2 separate regions of the Sus scrofa genome follow, and region 1 is linked to region 2. A link is a contact called in public HiChIP or PLAC-seq data. All regions are on one chromosome and are shown on one strand. Each heading gives the region's core, a stretch centred on a gene start, on an enhancer-like site or on the middle of the called end of the contact. The rest is flanking DNA. Distances are from core to core; before and after follow the strand shown.

The links. HiChIP or PLAC-seq counts read pairs in DNA pulled down with a chosen protein or histone mark.
Region 1: an H3K27ac HiChIP or PLAC-seq map of alveolar macrophages shows a contact between it and region 2. The contact joins two enhancer-like sites. A contact is called at or near these places in 7 of 47 Hi-C or Micro-C datasets (blood, embryonic fibroblasts, fetal liver and 2 more) and 1 of 2 datasets of contacts at active chromatin or transcription factors (alveolar macrophages).

What each region holds. Positions count from the first base shown.
Region 1 is chr7:32,798,126-32,803,043 of Sscrofa11.1, forward strand. No RefSeq gene overlaps it. Among named protein-coding and RNA genes, the nearest start is that of PIM1, 12 kb to the left of the region's middle. Within about 2 kb of position 2,191, at least 31 of the 83 cell types and tissues checked have an H3K27ac peak or open chromatin away from gene starts, as enhancers often do. A contact at or near this core is called in alveolar macrophages and fetal liver, where this site is marked.
Region 2 is chr7:32,718,777-32,723,780 of Sscrofa11.1, forward strand. No RefSeq gene overlaps it. Among named protein-coding and RNA genes, the nearest start is that of PIM1, 67 kb to the right of the region's middle. Within about 2 kb of position 2,670, at least 10 of the 83 cell types and tissues checked have an H3K27ac peak or open chromatin away from gene starts, as enhancers often do. A contact at or near this core is called in alveolar macrophages and fetal liver, where this site is marked.

The sequences.
Region 1 (4,918 bases), core at 941-3,440, 79 kb after region 2:
AACCCTTGGTTCATCCTTGATCCAAGCATGGCCTGCTGTTATTATTATGTTACACTGGGTGGTGAATCCACTACCCGATTCCAGAGAAAACATTAACAATGACGCCCATCTATACGATCCTTTCTCCCAGATATAAACCAACATCCTGAATTTTGTGTTTAGCATTCTTTTACATATTTTTCCTCCTTCCTTCCTTCCGTTCTTTCTCTCTTTTTTTCTTTCTCTCATGTCACATCCAAGGCATATGGAATTTCCCAGGCCGGGGATTGACTCCAAGTTGCAGCTGTGACCTACGCTGCAGCTGCATTAACACCAGATCCTTTAACCCACTGCACCAGGCTGGGGACTGAACCTGTGCCTCTGCAGTGACCTGAGTTGCTGCAGTCAGATTCTTTTTTTTTTTTTTTTTTTTGTCTTTTTGCCATTTCTTGGGCCGCTCCCTCGGCATATGGAGGTTCCCAGGCTAGGGGTCGAATTGGAGCTGTAGCTGCCAGCCTACACCGCAGCCACAGCAATGCAGGATCCAAGCTGCATCTGTGACTTACACCACAGCTCACGGCAATGCTGGATCGTCAACCCACTGAGCAAGGGCAGGGACTGAACCTGCAACCCCCTGGTTCCTAGTCGGATTCGTTAACCACTGCACCACGACGGGAACTCCTGCAGTCAGATTCTTAACCCACTTCACCACATTGGGAGCTCCCCTTTTACATTTCTTTCTCTTTTTTTTTGGTCTTTTTTTGCCATTTCTTGGGCTGAACCCGCGGCATATGAGATTCCCAGGCTAGGGGTCGAATCGGAGCTGTAGCCACCGACCTACACCACAGCCGCAGCAATGTGGGATCCGAGCGGCATCTGCAAACTACACCACAGCTCATGGCAACGCCAGATCCTTAACCCACCAAGCGAGGTCAGGAATCCAACCCACAACCTTATAGTTACTAGTCGGGTTTGTTAACCACTGAGCCATGATGGGAACTCCTGGAACTTGCTCTTTTTACTCAACATTGTTTTAAAGATTTATGTATGCTGTAGCATGTGGTTCTTTTTCACTCTATAATATTCCATTGTATGGACAGGCATTTGGGTTGTGGTCTGTGAGGTGGGCCTTTTTTTTTTTCCCAAGCAGTGGCTTGAAGCAGGATCTCAGTTTTCAGACTAGGGATTGAACCTGGGCCATGGCAGTGAAAGCACCAAGTCCTAACCATTAGACCACCAGGGAACTCCCTGGAGGCTAGTCCTTAGAGGCCCTTTGGGTTAAGCTGCTCAGGAAGTCAGCACATAGAACCAGGTATAGATAGCCCTTGCCCTATACCCCAGGGTGAGAGCTAGTGACCATGGAACCATTCCAGATTTATCCACAAATCACCTACTGTGCCATGCTGCAAACACTGAAAACTCCTTTTTCACGTGTGAGTAGACAGAACCAGGCATTTCTCAGGGCTCAACGTGATGTCAGTGAATAGGCAAAGTGTCACAACAAAGCAAAGATCTGACTGTTGCCTGGGTTCCAGGGAGTTCTATGATCTGGCAAGTGTTGTGTATGCAGTGTGGTGTGCTGTGTGTATGTGTGCAAATATGTGTATCTGTGTGTGGTGTGTGGGGTAGAGGTGTTGGATTGTGTAGGTATGTGTCGTGCTGCTGTATATACACACTCATTCTTGGAGCTACTACTTGCCTCTGCACCTGGACTCTGTGACCTGTCTGCCTCCTTCTGACCTTTGCCTGGGTTCTCTCCTCTGCTCCACCCCCTTCTCTCCAGCCCCCTTCATCTCTTATCTTCTTCTCCAACTCAGAACCCTCCTCCCATAACCACCCACCCAATTCTCTCTCTTCCTCTTCCCAGCTCCTCCTCCCGGTGGACTTTCCCCAGACACCTTTGAGAGCCCATCCTTAGGTGACCTCCTTGCAATCTTCATAAAGTTGCTGGCCCCTCCCCTGGTTTCCTAAACCGTGGTTTGCCTTGCCTTGGACTCTCCTGCCGTTTGGGTCCACTTTCCTCTGCCTCTCCTTGCCCTTTAAATGCGGGTGTTCTTTCCTTTCCTCACCCCCAGGCTCTCTCTGTTGGCCAGGATTCTGGCAGGAAACAGATGGCTCACTCTGATTGGGTCGTGCCGGGATAGTGTGAAAAAGAACCCTTGACAAAGGTGTGGCCCAGGTGCTGGGAAACTGCACGGGGCGGTGCTGTACCCCTAGGCTACCAACAGTGGGCGCACTTCCTGGCTCAGGCCTGAGGGCTGGAGGAGAAGGAGCCGGCCTGACCTGGGCTGTAACCTTCATTCCAGAGAAGCAGTCAGCCCGGGCTAATCCCGCGTGCGGGGAGCCAGAGAAAGAAATGCCCCTGCTTCTGTCTTCCCACTCTCTTACCTCCTACCAGGGCCTCCTAGGGGCTGATTCCAAGTGAAAGCCAGAAGGCAGGGAGTCTGGTGTGATAGTCCACGTAGGTCGGCGTTTCCAGGCGCTGAGCAAGCTGGAGAAGGGCGGAGCGGGGCTCCGGAGGCCCCGGGAAGACGCGCGGCACAGCCTCTGCAGGACCACGCCTCCCTCACCTGCTTCGCCGACCATCTTCGCCAAGCCAAGCCGATTCCCGTAGCACTAGCGCAGACCTCTCTCCTAAGTTCAGGTCTGGAGATCAGTAGCCTCCGAGATGCCACTGTTCCAGGACCCCAGGAACTGAATATCACTTGTGCACCTGCAGGACAATGATGGAATCCCACCTTGCTGCTGCTCACCTCTCGACTCCGCTCAGGAAGTTACTGAGAAACACAGATGCCCACATCTTTCTTTTTTCTTTCTTTCTTCCTCCCTCCCTCCCTCCCATCCTTTCTTCCGGCTGGGGATGGAATCCAAGACCTCTGCCACAGCTACAGCAACACCAGATCCTTTTTTTTTTTTTTTCTGTCTTTTGAGGGCTGCACCCGCAGCATATGGAGGTTCCCAGGCTAGGGGTCTAACTGGAGCTACAGCTGCCGGCCCATGCCACAGCTACAGCAATGCCAGATCCGAGCCGTGTCTGTGACCTACACCACAGCTCATGGCAACGCCGGACCCTTAACCCGCTGAGCGAGGCCAGGGATCGAACCTGCAACCTCCTGGTTCCTAGTCAGATTCGTTTCCACTGTGCCACGTCGGGAACTCCCAACATCAAATCCTTAACCCACTGCACTGGGCCAGGAATAAAACCGGTGCCTCTACAGAGACCTGCCAGATCATTAATCCACTGCACCACAGTGGGAACTCCTCACATATTTTCTAAGTGAAAAGAATTTTTTTGCTTATAAAAATGATACATAATTAGGAGTTCCCATTGTGGCTCAGCTGTAAGGAACCAGACTAGTATCCATAAGGATTCGGGTTCGATCCCTGGCCGCGATCAGTGAGTTAATGATCCAGCGTTGCCATGAGCTGCAGTGTAGGTCACAGACACAGCTCAGATCCTGAGATGCTGTGGCTGTGGCATAGGCTGGCAGCTGCAGCTGCAATTTGACCCCTAGCCTAGGAACCTCCATATGTCATGGGTTCGGCCCTAAAAAGCAAAAAAAAAAAAAAAATTTTTTTAACTTTTATTTTTTCTTTGGCTGCACCCTTGGCATGTGGAATTTCCCAGGCCAGGGATCAAACCCACACCACAGCAGCAGCCAGAACCACAGCAGTGACTACCAGATCCTTAACCTATTGAACCACCAGGGAAATCTGATACATGTTTTTTAGTAAAAATAATAGTACAAAGTGAATTAAAATTATATGATGCAGGAGTTCCCACTGTGGCACAGTGGAAAAAAATCCAACTAGTAACCATGAAGTTACAGGTTTGATCCCTGCCCTTGCTCAGTGGGTTAAGGATCTGGCATTGCCCTGAGCTGTGGTGTAGGTAACACGTGAGACTCGGATCTGGCGTTGTGGCTGTGGCTATGGCTGGCAGCTGTAGCTCAGATTTGACCCCTAATTTGGGAACCTCCATATGCTATGGGTGCAGCCCTAAAAAAACAAACAAACAAACAAAATTATATGATGTAATCCTACCACTCCAGAGAGAAATGCTTTTAGAGAATCCACATATATACACACACACACACACACATTATCTATATATAATTTTACAGAACAGAGCTCATATTCTTGGTAACCTATTTTTCTCCCACTTAACAATGTGCTATTAAAATGTTTCCATTTCAAGAACTGTGGATAACAGTCATTTTGATATGGCCATAGTATGAATGTACGTTATTCATTTTGGTTCCAATTTTCCACCATTATATATGAAATATTCTATTACCAGATAAGACTTTGGACAGAGATGACTCATTGCCTATGTCAACATCTATTATTCTTTTTTTCCTTGGTAACAGAACCTCTGATTTTTAGCTAGTCATATAGCCTTCTTTGAGAATAAAAACTAGGAGCTCCCTTGTGACATTGGGGGGTTAAGGATCTGGCATTGTCACCACACCCTTCCACAGGCCGTGGGCAAGGCCAAAAAAAATAATGAAGGCTAAATCCCTCAGATTACCTTGCAGCTAGCCGTGGACACACGACCAAGTTATGTCCAATGTAATGCAAGCAAAAGTATTGTGAGGGAGTTCCTGTTGTGGCTCAGCAGTAATGAACCTGACTAGTATCCATGAGGATGTGGGTTCGATCCCTGGCCTTGCTCAGTGGGTTAAGGATCTGGGGTTTCTGTGAACTGTGGATCGAATCTGTATCCTCATGGATACTAGTCCGGTTCTTTACCACTGAGCCATAATAAGAACTCCCTCTCTCATTTTACTTTATGGCAAGCTTTTGCTGTTTCACCAGAAAACTATTTTTCCCTTAAGTTACAGATTTTTTAAAAATGTGTGGTCATAAAATATATTTTCATTGTATCTTGGAGACCAATGTCTGCCCTCTCACACCCCAGGACAATTTTGTACAATTT
Region 2 (5,004 bases), core at 1,420-3,919:
GGAAAAGCCCAAAAGATTTAGAGTTTGAGGCCTGCACCATGAGGCTGCTCGTGTGTGGGGAGGCGGGGGGTGTCTGTGTGTGGGTGTGGGTGTTTTGCATCCTCAGTTGGGCACAACGTAAATGTTCCATGCAGGCTCCTAAACCCAAGACATTAATTCCAGACCCAGGGAGAAAATCCTGGGCTCAGCCCCACCCAGCACCCGTGTGTATGTATGGAGGCGGAGCTGAGGGTAGGGTCTTGGCTCCCTTCCCACTCACCCTGATCCCAACCCTCCCTTCTCTTCCCACTCCCTCCTCCTCATGCCTTAACTTCTCTCTTTGTGCTGGCCTCCCTCTTGCCCTCTCCCCTAAGAGCCACTGAGAGTTTATTATCAGAGAGTCCAGAGTTCCCTGGTGGCTCAGTGGGTTAAGGATCTGGCATTGTCACTGCAGTGGTTCAGTCCCTGGCCTGGGAACTTCCACATGCCACAGGCCTGGCTAAAAAAAAGAGAAAGAGAAAAACTAAATCCCTTAGACACCCAGGTCCACAGCTGAGGGGCTGGAACTCAGCACGGCTTTGATCCTCCAGAGCACCTTCCGACTGGGATCTTAACCTTATTGGTATAGATCTGTTTTGAAAATCTTTTTTATTTTTAATTTCTTTTAAAATTTTTCCCTCTTTTTGGGGCCGCACCCTCAGCGTATGGAAGTTCCCAGGCTTGGGGTTGAATGGGAGCTGGAGCTGCAGCTGCCAGCCTATACCATAGTCACAGCAATGCCAGGTCCAAGCCACATCTGCAACCTACACCACAGCTCGCAGCAACGATGGATCCTTAACCCACTGAGCAAGGCCAGGGATCAAACCTGCAACCTCATGGTTTCTTAGTCAGATTCGTAAACCACTGTGCCACGACGGGAACTCTGAGTGAGGCTGATTTCTGTAAACTTCTATCAGCCCCAAACTGAATTCTACCCAGTAGGCTTGCCTCTCGCTGATCCCTTGTCAGGAACTAACAGGTCCACTCTCCCTTTTTCTGTTTCAAAAACCCCAAACCTCTGAAAACTGTATGATAAAACATCTTTATCATAAGGCATTTGACTGCGAAGCCTGACCTAATGTGAACTTATTTGGCTGCAAAACCAACCTCAACTGAGGTGGGGCTATTTACAGCTTTTATTTACACCACTTTGTGTTGTGAATATTCATAGACTTTGCTCAGAAATGTTTATATGTTTACTAAGCACTGCCCCAGCCCCTGCCAGGGCTATTTTATAACATGTACGGTGTAAGTGACCTCATCTTGCCACCTTTCTAAAGTATGAAAAATCCTGAATTCTGAACCCTATCTGGCCCCGGTGGATTTTTTCAATCAAAGAATTGTGGATCTGTATTTATAAAATTTTCCTAAAAATGTTCATGTACTTCAGACATCATTTCCAGCCCCTAACATGCTGCTATGTAAGAGTGAAAGGAGGAGTTCTCGCTGTGGCTCTGCGGGTTAAGGACCTGACAGTGTCCGTGAGGATTTGGGTTTAATCCCTGGCCTTTCTCAGTGGGTTAAGGATCCAGTGTTGCCACAAGCTGTGGCTCAGATCACAGATGAAGCTCAGATCTGGTGTTGCTGTGGCTGTGGCTGTGGTGTAGGCCAGCAGCTGCAGCTCTGCTTCGACCCTATCCTGGGAACTTCCATATGCCACAGGTGAAGTCGTAAAAAGTTAAAAAAAAAAAAAAAAAAAGAGTGAAAAGAGCCAGACCCAGAGCACATGTAACGTATAATCCCATTTAGATGAAGTTCAAGAATAGGCTAAACTCACTGACAGCCTTAGAGATCAGAATACCAATCACCTGTGGGGAGGGGAACTGACCATGAGGGAGCATGAGGGAAACTTCTAGAGCACTGGAAAGGATCCTGATCTGGGGAGAAGTCACACAGCCCTTACATATGTAGAAATTCACCAAGCTATACATTAAAGATTAGTGCACTTTGTTCTAAGTCTGTTATACCTCAAAATAAAAGCAAAAATAAAATGTATGGGAATATATTATCTCAAATTAAGCAACACGAAGCTGCTTGTCTTGGCACCCCATCCCACCCCGGGATGTCTTTGAACTTTCCAACAAAGCTGAAATGAAAATCATCCTTAATATATGTTTGGCTTGTCTTAATCCCAAGAAACAAATTTAACACAAATGTCAAATTGAGAGAGCATTTTTTTAAAACTCTGATTTGCCCTCCAAAAGAATCCATCCCTAAAGGGTATCTTTGCTTTGAAAGTACTGCCGGAAAGCACTCAGGACCTGGCTCCCTCTGGCAAAAGTCTTCCACTCATATCACCCACTGAGAAGGCTGGTTCTCAGCCCAGCCGCCTCTGGGACCACTGCTCAAAACACAGCAGCCAGGCGGTGAGCGCAGACCCAGGCCCGGTCTCCTATCCACAGCGCTGCAAGTCACAACTTGCACCCAGTGAGCCATATCTTTTCATTGCATCTGATTAGCTGGAATTTGGAGTTTGTATCTGAGAACAGAAGGGCACAGGGGACTCCTTGATTAAACAAGTCAGATAACCGTATATTGCTAAGAGGAACAGAGATCTTTCCCGTAGCTGTCTCATTGCTCAAGAGCTGACTGCTCACGGCCTTGTCCTTTGACGCCCGAGCCCCACCTCCGCCCTCTCTCCCACTTCCTATCTGGGCCCCGGAGCTCAACCCACCGAGGCCTCTTCTCTCTGTGAATCCACTCGTGACCCAGTTCAGCCCACACACCAACCCTCCCATATCCAGCCAGAGGCACTGGACTCATGGCCTCGGGCTGTGCGCTGCTGCCTCAGATCATTTTAGGAACCGTCAGCGTGTAAACAACTGACCTCTCTGGCCTTTTTCCTCTTCTTTCTAGAGCATGCCGTCCAATAGGAGAGTCCGGGTGGATGGAGGTGGTCTCTAACCTGTGCTGTCCACTGAGGCCACTAGCTGCGTGTGGCCATTGAATACCTCCTGTGGGGCTAAGTGTGACTTAGGAACGGAGTTTTCAAATTTTTTTTTTAATTTAAATGTAAGTATCTGCCTGGGGTTGATGGCTGCCATATTGGTCAGTGCAGCTCTCATGAGAAGGAGGGGTTGGGGGCCAAACACTTGTTTAACCCAGCCCAGGGGCCTGCAATCTCAGTGCTGCCTGGTTTTTATTGTTGTTGCTGTTGTTTGCAGTGCCAGCAGCATGCGGAAGTTCCTGGGCCTGGGATCAAACCCACAGCAGAGTTGACAACGCCGGATTCTTAATGTGCTAGCCCACCAGGGAACTCCTGCCTGCTCTTTGAGGATACCCAGCCCTCACCTCCCCAGCTCCCAGGTCTGTCTTCTTCCAGAATAAGTGGGAACATTTGTTGAGCCCCTACAATATGTCAGACATTTTGCAAATATAATCCAGATACACTGAGTCTCCTCAAGTCCTAGGACAGCATTCAAAAGAAGCTCAGGATTGGAGTTCCTGTCTTGGCACAGCGGAAACATATCTGACAAGGAAACATGAGGTCGAAGGTTCGATCCCTGTCCTCGCTCAGAGGGTTAAGAATCTGGCGTTGTCATGAGCTGTGGTGTAGGTCAAAACCCCGGCTTGGATCCGGCGTTGTTGCGGCTGTGGTGTAGGCTGGCAGCTGTAGCTCTAATTGGACCCCTAGCCTGGGAACCTCCATGTGCCTTGGATGTGGCCCTAAAAAAGACAAAAGACAAAAAAAAAAAAAAAAGAATCTCAGGATTCCAAGACAATTATGAAAATTAACACAGTAAGTCTTTCTGAAAAATTTCCCAAGGAAGCACCACGGGGCAAGTATGTCAACAAAACGGAGGAATTTCTTATCTCCCCAAGTCTCACTCCTTGGCCCCACAGATCTGTCTCTGTTCCCACGGCCTCCAACCAGGAATGGTTCTGAGGCCCTCTTCTTCCTCCCTCCCCTATTCTTTTTTTTTTTTTGCTTTTTAGGGCCAAACCCCCAGCCTATGGAAGTTCCCAGGCTAGGGGTTGAAAAGGAACTATAGCCACCAGCCTACACCACAGCCACAGCAATGCGGGATCCAAGCCACGTCTGTGACCTACACCACAGCTCACGGCAGCACCAGATTCCCAACCCACTGAGCAGGGCCAGGGATCGAAACCCTCATCCTCATGGACATGAGTCAGATTCATTTCCGCTGTGCTACAAGGTGAACTCCAATCCCTCCCCTTCATTCTTATTTAAAGAAACTTGACCCACTCTGGGCTTTGTCCTGTCTCACCTCCTTGGAAACAGCATCCCAACAGGTGGGGCTTCTTCCTTGACAGGAAAGGACAAAAGTGGCAAGTGCTTAGCCTGGACCTACTCTCTTTTATCCCTTTTACACAAGGTTCCACCAGCCTAGTTTACAGATTCAGAAACTGAGGCACAGAACAGTTAAGGGCACCCTTACCCTGAATGAAGGAATTGCAATACAAGCCCTGAGTTGTGAGAATCCTAGACAATATGGGATCTTTCTCCTTAAGACTTCCCCATCCAGGGAGTTCCCATCGTGGCTCAGCGGTCAACGAACCTGACTGGCATCTGTGAGGATGCAGGTTCGATCCCTGGCCTCATTCAGTGGGTTAAGGTTCCAGTATTGCCGTGAGCTGTGGTGTAGGCCGCAGACGAGGCTTGGATCCTGTGATGTTGTGGCTGTGGCGTAGGCCCGGCCGCTACAGCTCCGATTCAACCCCTAGCCTGGGAATTCTCCATATGCCTCCGGTTCAGCCCTAAAAAGACAGGGGAAAATAAAAAGACTTCCCCATCCAGTGTGCTGTGACATTGGTCCCCACTCTGACCACACACCCACCACTAGCCACCGACTAGCAAACACTTCTGCATTAACTGATCCTGCCTGCTGAGAGTCCCTGCATCATTGCGCGCCCAGGCCATGGTTCATTTTAACCAGGAGACAAGGCTGGACTCCAAGGAGTGACTCAGTGAGGATCTCAAATCCCAATTTTCAGCCTGGACTTCAAGGCTCCTTAGGGCATGCT